Regions from separate parts of the Sus scrofa genome. Here region 1 is linked to region 2. The links are chromatin contacts, called in public Hi-C maps. All regions are on one chromosome and are shown on one strand. Each heading gives the region's core, a stretch centred on a gene start, on an enhancer-like site or on the middle of the called end of the contact. The rest is flanking DNA. Distances are from core to core; before and after follow the strand shown.

The links. Hi-C and Micro-C count contacts between places; a contact is called where the count stands out from the background.
Region 1: a Hi-C map of embryonic fibroblasts shows a contact between it and region 2, with 2.1 times the contacts expected there. The contact joins the promoter of GTF3C6 here to the promoter of CDK19 in region 2. A contact is called at or near these places in 4 of 47 Hi-C or Micro-C datasets (alveolar macrophages, embryonic fibroblasts, heart right ventricle and 1 more) and 1 of 2 datasets of contacts at active chromatin or transcription factors (alveolar macrophages).

What each region holds. Positions count from the first base shown.
Region 1 is chr1:76,892,170-76,898,407 of Sscrofa11.1, forward strand. It overlaps GTF3C6 (general transcription factor 3C polypeptide 6), which reads left to right and starts at 4,592. Exons shown (of 6, transcript XM_003121346.4): 1 at 4,592-4,758; 2 at 5,051-5,131. The coding sequence starts at 4,645.
Region 2 is chr1:76,789,703-76,795,447 of Sscrofa11.1, forward strand. CDK19 (cyclin-dependent kinase 19) reads right to left here and starts at 3,774. Exons shown (of 12, transcript XM_021091172.1): 1 at 3,331-3,774. The coding sequence starts at 3,458.

The DNA of each region.
Region 1 (6,238 bases), core at 3,342-5,841, 100 kb after region 2:
CTCATAATTCCAGCTTACTCGTCTCTCTCTGACCGGCTGTCAGCTTCTACTGCCACGATCAACAGACTGATCCTCATGGTATCTTCCATTTCAAATTCTTAAAAGAAAAAAAAAAAAAAATCTGGCTGCACTCAATTTTCACCTGCGTCAGAATCACCGGGAGAGCCTGTTCAATGACAGATTGTCAGGCCTCATTTCCAGCGTGTGTGACTTCGTAGTCTGGGGTAGGGTCTGAGAATTTGCCTTTTGTTTGGGGTGAGGGGCGGGTTCTGTCTTTTTAGGGCCACACCCACAGCCTGTGGAGATTCCCAGGCTAGGGGTCCAATCGGAGCTGTAGCCACCAACCTACACCACTGCTCACAGCCATGCCAGATCCTTAACCCACTGAACGGGGCCAGGGTTCGAACCCGAGTCCTCATGGATGCTAGTCCGGTTTGCTAACCACTGAGCCACAAACGGAAAGCCTGAGAATTCGCGTTTGTAACAGAATCCCAGGTAATGCTGACCGCAAGGGTCTAGGGACTACGCATAAGAACCACTAGCCTGGTTGGTCACCCTCGAATCTGTTTGGACAGGGCAGTTGGGGCTGTCCTGCATGTTGCAGATACAACACTTCTGAACTGACTCTCAGGCTCATAAATTGGATAAGGAGTTCCCGTCGTGGCGCAGTGGTTAACGAATCTGACTAGGAACCATGAGGTTGCGGGTTCGGTCCCTGCCCTTGCTCAGTGGGTTTAGGATCCGGCGTTGCCATGAGCTGTGCTGTAGGTTGCAGACGTGGCTCGGATCCCGAGTTGCTGTGGCTCTGGCGTAGGCCGGAGGCTACAGCTCCGATTCGACCCCTAGCCTGGGAACCTCCATATGCCGCGGGAGCAGCCCAAGAAATAGCAAAAAAAGACAAATAAATAAATAAATAAATAAATTGGATAAATTCCTTAACGGCCTCTTCATCTAGACAGTCGCCCAAGTCCTGTGGCCTTTTTTTTTTTTTTTTTTTTTTTTTTTTTTTTCCTCTTTAGGGCTGCACCTGCGGCATATGGAAGTTCCCAGGCAAGGGGTCAAATTGGAGCTGCAGTTCAATCTGGTTAACAAACCCACGTCCTACTGGATACTATTCAGGTTTGTTACCACTGAGCCACGATGGGAACTCCAAAACTTTTCCCTTTTAAGTCAGTAATATTTAAATGCTTGTTTTTCAACACTCATGCTTCCTTTCTATGATGATCTCTTACCCCTTCCCTTGAGAAGTCCCCCCATCTGAAAGCCCTTAGGACCAGAAATTTTTTTTTTAAAGCCTCACTCAGCCAGTTAAGACTCCGACATAATGTCAGTGAGAATGTGGGTTCAATTCCTGGCCTCGTTCAGTGGGTTAAGGATCTGGCGTTGCTGTGGCTGTGGTGCAGGCTGGCAGCTACAGCTCCAATTCGACCCCTACCCTGGGAGCTTCCATACGCCACAGATGTGGCCCTAAAAACAAAAACAAACAAAAAGGCAGATTTTGCATCTTCCTCCACCTATTTTTGCTTTAACATCATAGGAAACTTCTAGTTAGTTGTCTGTGAACCAAAGAGCTGCTTTGGGAACATTTTCTACATTTATCAAGAGCTTCATATGGGGTGCCTGTGTCGTGGTTTGAGAAGAATCCCCAGAGATCCCACCTGGTCTCACTCCCTCAGTCTTTCCATATGGAGGTGCCATTTTACTTCACTGCCTGAAACACACTCCAGTAGCTTCCAATAGTGCCACGCTGCTACTAAATTAAGTGTAAACTGGTTTATTTTGAAATCAAAGTTCTCCAAAAATGAACATTCCAGTTTTATTTCTGATACTAAGTTACTTGTGTGCAAACTGAAAATGCTTTGGTTAGTATGTTCCCTCTCTCTCTCTCTATATATATATATATATAGATATATGTATTTTTTGCTTTTTAGGGCAGCACCTACAGCATATGGAAGTTCCCAGGCTAGGGGCAGCAACAAAGCTACAGCTGCTGGCCAACACCACAGGCACAATGACGCAGGATCCTTAACCCACTGAGCGAGGCTGGGGATCGAACCCATATCCTCGTGGATTTTAGTCAGGTTTGTTAACCACTGAGCCAAGAAAGGAACTCCCAATATTTAACTAGCAAGAGGCTTCTTCCATAGCCATCTAGCTAGCATAGTGGTTCTCAAATGTGTTCCCCGGAACAAAAGCATCAATATCACCTGGGAATTTGTTAGAAATGCCTATTTTACATCCGGTCCTATACCAGACCTGCTGAATCAGAATCTCTGGCTGAGCAATCTAGGCTTTTGTTTGTTTGTTTTTTGTTTTGGCTGTGCCTACGACACGAAGAAGTTCCAGGCCAGGGATCGAACTCTTACCGCAGCAGTGACAATGCTAGATCCTTAACCTGCTGAGCCACCAGGGAACTCCCAATCGGGGCTTTAACAAGCTGTCCATTGTGAATCTCATGCAGTTGAAGTTTGAGGGTCGCTGGTCTAGCATTTAGTTTTTTGGGTTTTGTTTGTTTGTTTTTGTCTTTTTGCCTTTTCCAGGGCCGCTTCCTTCGGCTTATGGAGGTTCCCAGGCTAGGGGTCTAATTGGAGCTGTAGCCGCGGCCTGCCAGAGCCATAGCAACACGGGATCTGAGCCAAGTCTGCGACCTACACCACAGCTCACAGTAACACTGGGTCCTTAACCCACTCAGCAAGGCCAGGAATCCAACCCGCAACCTCATGGTTCCTAGATGGATTCGTTAACCACTGTGCCACGATGGGAACTCCGCATTTAGTTTAAAGCAGAGTAAGAGATGGATTTTAAAAAACAGAATTCAATGGACTATAAACAATTATTTAAGTGTAAAATGTTTTTAAGACAAAACGTTAATACTAAAGGTTCTTTTGCTAGACTTCTGCTACTAAGTGTATGTTTCATATAGGCACTTAATTTATAAAATGTGTTCTAAAGGAAAAAAAAGAGCAGAATAAACAATTTTTAATTCATTTGTCTCCTCCTTGTGGCGAGCTTTTGAATACTGAGCATGACACCCTATTTATGTTTCTCAGACACTGTATTTCTGATTTTTTAAAATAAGATTCCTCTTATTAACTACAATTAAAAATCAATTGGTCCTCCCACCAAATTGTATAGATTTTTCTCTATTAGCTCTAACAGTGGCTGTAGAAAACCATGTAATTTGTCTCTCCCATGGCTCTTTCTAATCTGACTTGGAAATCTTCCCCTATTTTGTTACTTATAATTTAGCAGCAGATCTTCATTACTTGGAACATTTTTCTGGAGTTCCCATCGTGGCTCAGTGATTAACGAATCTGACTAGGAAGCATGAGGTTGTGGGTTTGATCCCTGGCCTTGTTGCTGTGACCTGTGGTATAAGTCGAAGACCTTGCTGTGGCTCTGGCATAGGCCGGCAGCTACAACCCTGATTTGACCCCTAGCCTGGGAACCTCCACATGCCACAGGTGTGCCCTAGAAAAGACCAAAAAAAAAAAAAAAAAAAAAAAAAAAAGAACTCTTTTCTTTTTTTGGGCTGCCCAGCAGCATGTGGAAGTTCCTGGACCCGGGACTGAACTGCGCCTCAGCAGGAACCCCAGCTGCTGCAGAGACAAGAACCTTAACCCAATGTACCACAACAAGAATTCTTGGAAAATGTTTTTTAAAAGTCCTAATACCCTAAATTTTTGTATACTACCCCAATAATAGATTAAATGCACATTAAGTGTCTAATACTGGGCTAAATCTATTTTATTTGAATAATCTCATTTAATTCTCACAATAACCAAGTTGCTGCATGCCTTGCTGGTCATAATGCAGTAGAAATGGACAAACATCAGACCCTCAAAGCTCATGCTCTTTGGACAGACACCATCCTGTCTTAGATAAAGATTATTTGTTTATTTTTTATTTTTAGGGCCGCAACTATGGCATGTGGCATATGGGAAGTTCCGAGGCTAAGAAGTAAAGGGAAGCCCAGGTCGCCCAGGAGATACTGAGAACTACTGGCTCCAGGCACGACCAGTTCCTGACGGCGACCGACACACATTCCCGAGTCAACGACCACACTTGCTAAACTGTAACTGATAAAAATAACCTTGACAAAAAACAGGGCTTCTAAGCTCCCCTATATATTCTGAAAGCCCCAAGACCCTGGCGCAACAGTCTGGCCTCCAACCCGACTGCTGCCCCTCCTTGCTGATTAAAGGCAATCTGGTTCTGTTGAGACCGTCTCATTTTTTTTCTGTAACCACCTCTCTTTTCCTTACAGGAATTATCCTGAATTAGCTCACACGATATTTAGAATATTAATTAGCCTGAGTTAGCTCTCAGGATATTAAGAATTTCTTAGAAAACAGAAATAAATTTTAAAAAAAAAGAATTTCTTTCCAAGCACTGGAGGCTGCACCTGGTCCACGGTGCACCATGCCAGCATCTCCTTTATCCCCTGTGCCTCTCTACTGCTCTCATTCCATCTGGGCCAGGAGCCCGAGAGTTTCCAAGGACACGGGATCGGGACCGGCTCCTGCTCTTAGGAGAGAAAGAAGGGGCTCCACGTGGGCCTGGGAGCCGCCATCTCGCGTCCTGGCAGGGGCGGTGGGCGCGGCTGGAGCCGCAGCGGGGCGGGAGCTGCTGCCCGTACTCAAGATGGAGGCCCAGGCGGGCGGGGCCGGCGGCTGGGAGGCGGTGCAGAGGAGCGGCGGTATGGCGGCGGCCAAGGAACCGCGGAGAGGCGATGGGGACGAGGACGAAGAGGAGGCCGTGAGTGCAGCGGCAGCGGCCGCGTGGCTGAGAGTCCGGGCGCGGCCGGCGAAGGGGGGAGGGTCCCCGGGCGGGATCGTGACCCTGGGCTCGCGGCGCCCTGCGAGCGGCACGGCGGTTGGAAGGGAAAGAGGGAAGTTATCCTAGGTACCGTCGCCGGTTTCCTCTGGTTGAAAGCAGGACCTCGATTTCACAAAGGGGTGGTGGCGCTGGGGTCGTTTGGCTTCTCTTGTTAACCGCCTCTTCCTGCACCCTCGCGAGCTAGAGAGTTAACCTCTCTTTTTTCCACCAGGAGCAGTTGGTTCTGGTGGAATTATCAGGAATTATTGATTCAGACTTTCTCTCGAAAGTTGAACATAAATGCAAGATTTTGGTGAGTCTTGTAGAATTGGGGGGGGGGTGTAGATTTCCTTAAATTTAAAAGAATGAATGGTGAAGTATAACCACCCCTTAAGATTGATAGAATTCATTCCCCGAACAAAGGCAGTGAACAGTGAAGACAATCACAGAAGTACGGGCTTAGGGGTTACGGGGAGCAGATGGGAGAAGATAGACGCTGATTGCCTGGGTGTCTACATATGTGGCTGGAGAGAGTGAAAAATTTAGATGGGGGGGGCTTTTTTTTTTTTTTTTTTTTTTTTTTTTTTTTAACAGCAGCACCTGTGACATATGGACGTTCCTGGACTTGGGGATGAATTGGAGCTGCAGCTGCCGGCCTACATCACAGCCACATCAAATCCTTAACCCACTGAGTGGGGCCAGGGATCAAACCCACATCCTCATGGATGCTAGTCGGATTTGTTTCTGCTCTGCCACAATGGGAACTCCCTTCTTTTTATTTTTAGAAGAATTTATTGCAGTGTAGTTGATTTACAATGTTGTGTTAATTTCAGATATACAGCATCTTTTATCTTAAACTGAGAAATAACCAACATTTAACATTATACTAGTTTCAGCTGTACACTTTTTCAATATTTGTACATATTGTGAAATGATGACCACTATGTCTAGCTAACAGCCATTACAACACATAGTTACAATTTTTTTTTTTTTTCTTTTTTTCTTTTTCGGCCCTCACCTGAGGCATATGGAAGTTCCCAAGCTAGGAGCGGGAATTGGAGCTACAACTGCCAGCCTAAGCCACAGCCACAGCCACAGCAGTGTCAGATCCGGGCTGTATCTGTGACATATACACCACAGCTTATGGCAACACCAGAACCTTAACCTATTGAACAAGACCAGGGATGGAACCCACAGCCTCACAGATACTAGTTGTGTTTATTACTGCTGAGCCACAGCGCGAACTCCCCAAATTTTTTCTTTTTGTGAGAACTTGTTTACTGACTTTCAAATATAAAGTATAGTATTATTAACTACAGGCACCATGATGTTCTTAAAACATCCTAGGACTTATTTCACAGTTGGAAGTTCTTTTGAGCCCTTTTTCACCCTTTCACCTATCTCCGCCACCCCCAAATGC
Region 2 (5,745 bases), core at 2,524-5,023:
CACTAATGTATCTATTATGTACCTGTATGTATCTACATGTACCTACTACATACATTGTGAAAAATTTCATTATACACATTAAGACATGAAACCCTAAGGCAAAACTGAAACTCTGTAAAATGTCTCTGTCAGCCATTTCATTTTCAATTACTGTATTTCAAAACATCTCCAAAAAGGAGCATTCTTGTATTGGAGTGGTTCAAAAGACTAAATGAATGACTGCAAAGTTGAATAGCAGTATTGTTGGGTACAACAGTTTTCAGACATAACACTATCCTATGGAATCATGTTTGTCTGAAAGTCTTATTCACAGAAGAACTTTTTAACAATATTCCTTTATCAATCAAAATAAGAAGTGTTTCAAACTTGATAAACATGATCTTGAGATTTGCAACCATACTGTTATGTAACTTTTTACTAATATTGAAAGAAAAATTGTATTATAAATCTTGTTCATAATAAAAGTCTAGTTTCTCTTCAATATTAAGTTTTAAGCCTGATTTAAAGAAAAAAAAAAAGATAGTTGGGTCAAAAGACCCTCTTCCTTCAAAACAAAAAGATGGAACAAATAACATTTTTATTAAAGGCAAAAAAAACCCAGATGTAAATTTTACACTTCCAGTATGTTATAAATTTATGTAGTATAATTAATATGACCTAAGTTAAAGTCACGTTTCAAGGGAAATAGCATTCTAAGGTTTTGTAAACTGTGGTATTAAACTATAAGCAGAAACTTTTCTAATTATGTTTTATGTTACATTACTTCTTCCAGTGTTTCTTTTAGACACCTGAACAAGTTTTTGGTTATATGCTGCATTATATACACCAAAATAGTTCCTCTTTAAGGTACTCCTGTGATTTCTCTTGCTCCCTCAAACATCAATATACATTTTTTCTGAATTAACCAAAATCAATTCTGGAAAGGGATAACCTGTAATTATCATAATCAGAGTGTAATATCCTTTACCATGCAAATGTGTATCACAATTTAGAGCCATCACTAAAAGATTTCTGTTCTTTCAAATCAATGGTATCAATGAACATAAAACTAATCCTGCTACCCACCCACAAGACATGTGGGTGTTTAAAGCCTCAAATCTCAACTAAACTCTTGGTTCAAGACAAAAATCTTTACACTGATTTTTCTCACACATAATTTAGTGATTTAAAGTAATGCTTTCAGGAAGGTCCCTTGTGGCACAGTGGGTTAAGGATTCCGTGTTACCAGATCCAGCTGTGGTGCAGGTTGAAACTGTGGCACAGGTTCCATCCCTGACCCAGGAATTTCCACATGCCAGGAGCACAGCCAAAAAAAAGTAATGCTTTCAGATTTGAAAAAGTCTTTTTAAAGCATAATATTTTGAAGATATCCAAACTGATCTTTACTAGGGCTTTATTAATTCTAATCAAACAAATTTCACTCAAGGAAAAAAAGTGTATTCAAATCAAGAATTTTATTAGAGGGGAAAATATTCAAAAAGAACAAAGAGAAGCAGGATTTAAATTATCTGATTTTTGTTGTAGCTCATGCTATTCAAATACAATTCATAAGTAGAATTTTTAACTTTTCTCAAAAGCTGCCTTAAAAAAAAGCTATTTTAACAACAAAATTAAAGTACATTTTTTTAAAATTCCAGGCCAAGTACATTACAAAGTTAGTGTGAGGAGGATGAAGAACACTTCTGATTTGTTTTACAGTGTCAACGTCCAAATAGTAAAGCTAGATGTGCTTTCCCCAAATGTATCTGATAAGATTCCCAGAGAGACACCAGTATAACAAGGAGAGTGGATATTCCAAAAACAAAATACAACTTAATTATAGTACTTCACATTCCAAGATACTCAAGCAGGGACATATGGCAATTAACTAAAAGAATCATGAGAAAGGTTTACAAACAACTGAATTCTAGGGGACCCGTTCAGTTATAACAAGAGGAAAAAATTATATGCAATAATAACAACCCTTTACAATGTTAAGTACTTTGCAGTTTTCACCATACTTTATGATAAACCAGTTTATAAAGTTGTGCTTTCTCGTTCCCTGTATAAAATTAGTGCACACACGTACACATCCCCTACCTACTTTGGTCCTAGAGTTCATCAATCAACCTTATCAATTACAACAGAGTGTGGAAGAACGATAAGCAGCACTTCAGATCTTAACTAACGTCACGGTGACGGATACTCTGTTCATTCAGCAATTTTTCGCTATGATCCTAAAACCTCTCTTCCACACTTTGATCGTCTTCAAACACTAAGTGGGACAGGCAGATGTTCCCCGGCTCCCTAACTCTGGGGAAGTGGAATTTCTGCCAGGATGGGCCCTGCGGTGATGACTTGTTTAAACCTACCCTTCTCAGGCAGGGAGCTGGTTCCACCTGTACTGGAGAGCCCTGTGCCCTCCTAAGAGAACAATCAGGACGGGCTTCCTATGATTTTCTTTCAAGTCCAAGGAAAACAAGGGTTCTGGCCCAACTCCGTGCCACTTGAATTCCGTTATGGGTAATCTAGGTGCCCAATAAACCGCAGCACGCAGCCACTTGGCAGAGGATGGAGTGGAGAACCTAAGAATACCCAAGGGGAGGCTGCTGGAGGATGGGATGGGTTACCACACCGAACTCTTAAGTTCTGCGGGCAAAACCTGGTTGGTCTCTCAGAAGGTCTACATTCAAGGGAAGGTGCGGAATGGAGAATGTGAGAAAGCAAGATCGGAGGTGGGCGAAGCGAGGTGGAGAAGTGGCCGGGTTTTCCACAGGGACTGAAGGGACTGCGCGGAGGGGCCAGAGCGCTGGCTCGCCCCCAGGGAAAAGGTGCCCAACGGCTCAGACCCGTGAGGCTGGCGAGGACCCAGGCACTCGGCAGCCCGACGGAGACCTCGGCGAGGTTTCAAACCTCCGCCCCCGGGAGGCGCTCAGCCGATTGGAAGTTCCACCACGACCGTCACCAACCGAGGGCCAGAGCGGCAACTCCTCCGCAAGGCTCTCCCAGACCTCTGCGTCTCCCCCGGAGACCAAAGCCCCACAAACTCCACATCCAACCGAGGTCCCAACTCGAGTCCCGCCGCCAGTTCCATGCACGCGGAGGGTGCCCTCCGGGACGAAACCGACACCCCGCGACGGGGCTGCGCCGCAGGAGTTTGAGGGGCGCGACGGGGCCCGCGCGAGCGGGCAGAACCCGTGTCCCTCAGAGTCCGCCTCGGGACGCGGCCCCGGGACCACGTCCGCCTCGCCCCCCGGGCTTGGCCCGTCCGGGCTCCGACCCACCCATCCCGCGCGGTCGCGGGCAGGGCGAGGACCCGAACGAGCCTACTCCCCCCGCCCCTGCTCTTACCCATCTTTTCGCCTCGCCTTGTAGACGTGCCCGTAGGTGCCGCGTCCCACTTTGCACCCTTCGTACTCAAACAAATCCTCCACCCGCTCCCGCTCCGCCGCCAGCTTCGCCTTGAAATCATAATCCATTGTCTGCTTTCCCCATAGAGGCACCGGGACGCGGGGGCCGCCGCCACTCAGTCCCTCCTCCTCCTCCTCCTCCCCCCCGCGACCGCCGCTCCACTTCTCCAACAACCGCCTCTGGGGCGCGCGCGCGCCGCCCGCCGCCCGGCAGTCCGCCTTCAGCAAGGGACTCCTCGGCGGCCACGGCGGCCACCTCCTCCACCTCCTCCTCCTCTGCGGCGGCGGCGGCGGCGGCGGCAGCGGCGGCGGCTGCGGCTCCTACAGGCACCCTCAGTCCCGCCTCCCCCTTCATTTCCTTGTTTTGGAACCTGGTGGGCCGCGCCGCGGCTTCCTCGAGCTCATTAACGAACCATCCCTCCCGCCCCCGAGGCCGCGGAGACTCCTGGGAAATGTAGTTCCATAAACCTCAGGAACAGTTGAGTGATGCGGTAGAATGAAATACAATACCCAGGTTACCTTGGGCCGCTACAGCCCCGCCTCTACAAGACATGCACGCTTGCGCACTGAGGCCGCCCCTCCCCCCTCAGGTAGCTTTGGACTGCTAGTTCCTGTGAAGGTAGAAAGTGCAAACTTGCAGTGTGCTTTCTGCGAGTCTGTGGAAGCTGGTGGAAAGAAGGTCCTTTTTCTGGTGTAAGGAAGGTACTCTATTATAACTGCCCCCAGGAGAGGAGGAGAGTGGAAAGTATTTAACAAGGGCTTTGCCCACGAGTTTCCTCCAGTGGTTTGCTAGACGAGGACTGTGGTGAGAGCAGTTGTACTGCAGATTGTTGTTTGTTTTTGGTGGCAGTTGGTCCGCCTCCCGCCCCGTCCCGCATCCAACAGCTCATTGGCGGAGACTTAAGAATGACGTCCTCGTTGGTGCGTGGGTATCCCTGCTTTGGCTTCTTTCCGGCTCTTGATTGGTAATTGGATGTGCTAGGTTCTTTCTGATAGGTTAATCTTTTTTCTTTGCGGTGCAAAAACCGTATTTCAAAAACTGAACTTTTAGCGGTTTCCTGGTTCTACCGTCGGCGTCGGCCTGAAAACCTGTAACTTAAAGGTCCTAGCAGCCAATCATCCTTGGCGCTCTAGTCGTAGTCTTCTCCTAACATAAGTGATTCCCGTAGCCAAGCTTTTGGCCAACTGTCTGAGGACTATTAAAGTGCCTGCAGGATGCAGCAATTTAAAAACAATCATTTGTATTGGATTGTAAAGAGTGTCTTAAGGTTTATGCCTAACAGTGACGTTTTCCTAGAATGTTTAAATCTCCTTAAGGTGAATGTTGGTTCATTATTGCGTGCCTAAAACGTATCAGATGCTTGGGATACAATCTTAAAAATCATTGGTGCTATGATAGGACTTAACATACCACATTCAGTGAAAGCACAAGAGGAGGAAATAGTCAATTCTACCTAATGTGGTAAGGAAAGTTAAGAGTGACTTGCCTGCTAGGTTTTGGAAGAAACTTGGAAAACTGGATGGGGAGGGGGTTCATTTATTTATTACAACAGTAAGTTTCCTGGAAAATTTCCTCAGATCTTGAAGTAAATCGTGAAGTATCTGAGTGTCTGTTATTTCCAGGTACTATGGTAAGTGCTGCAGATAACCAGCTAAAATTGGTCTTTTCCATCCGGAGATTAAAACGTGTTAAAGTAAACATGCAAGCAAATTAAAAATAAACTGTGGGGAGTTCCCCTTGCAGCTCTGAGGTTAACGAATCTGACTAGCATCTATGAGGATGCAGGTTCAGTCCCTGGCCTCGCTTAGTGAGTAAAGGATCCAGCCTTGCAGTGAGCTGTGGTGTAGGTTGCAGATGTGGCTTGGATCCTGCGTTGCTACGGTGTAGGCCTGCGGCTACAGCTCCAATTCTACCCCTAGCCTGGGAACCTCCGTATGCAGCCCTTTAAAAAAAGAAGAAGAAGATAAATAAATAAAGTGGGAGCTCACGTCGTGGCTCAGTGGTAAGGAACCCTACTAGTACCCATGAGGACGTGGGTTCAATCCCTGGCCTGGGTCAATGGTTTAAGGATCCCTCAGTGCCCTGAGCTGTGGTGTAGGTTGCAGCTGTAGCTCCCTAGCCTGGGAACTTCGATATGCTGCAGGTGCAGGCCAAAAAAAAAAGCCTAAAAAAATAAGTAAAACTCTGTGGGAACAAAGAGCAATATAGAGTAGGGGGACTTCCAGAGGAGTTAGGGAGGGCATCATAAAAATTGGTAGGTTTGAGCCAAAATTTAAAGACTCTTATTTGAAGAAGTTGGAAAGCAGGGAACAGGGAATTATTTCTGGCAAGTGGCACATACATATGTCAGGAGAG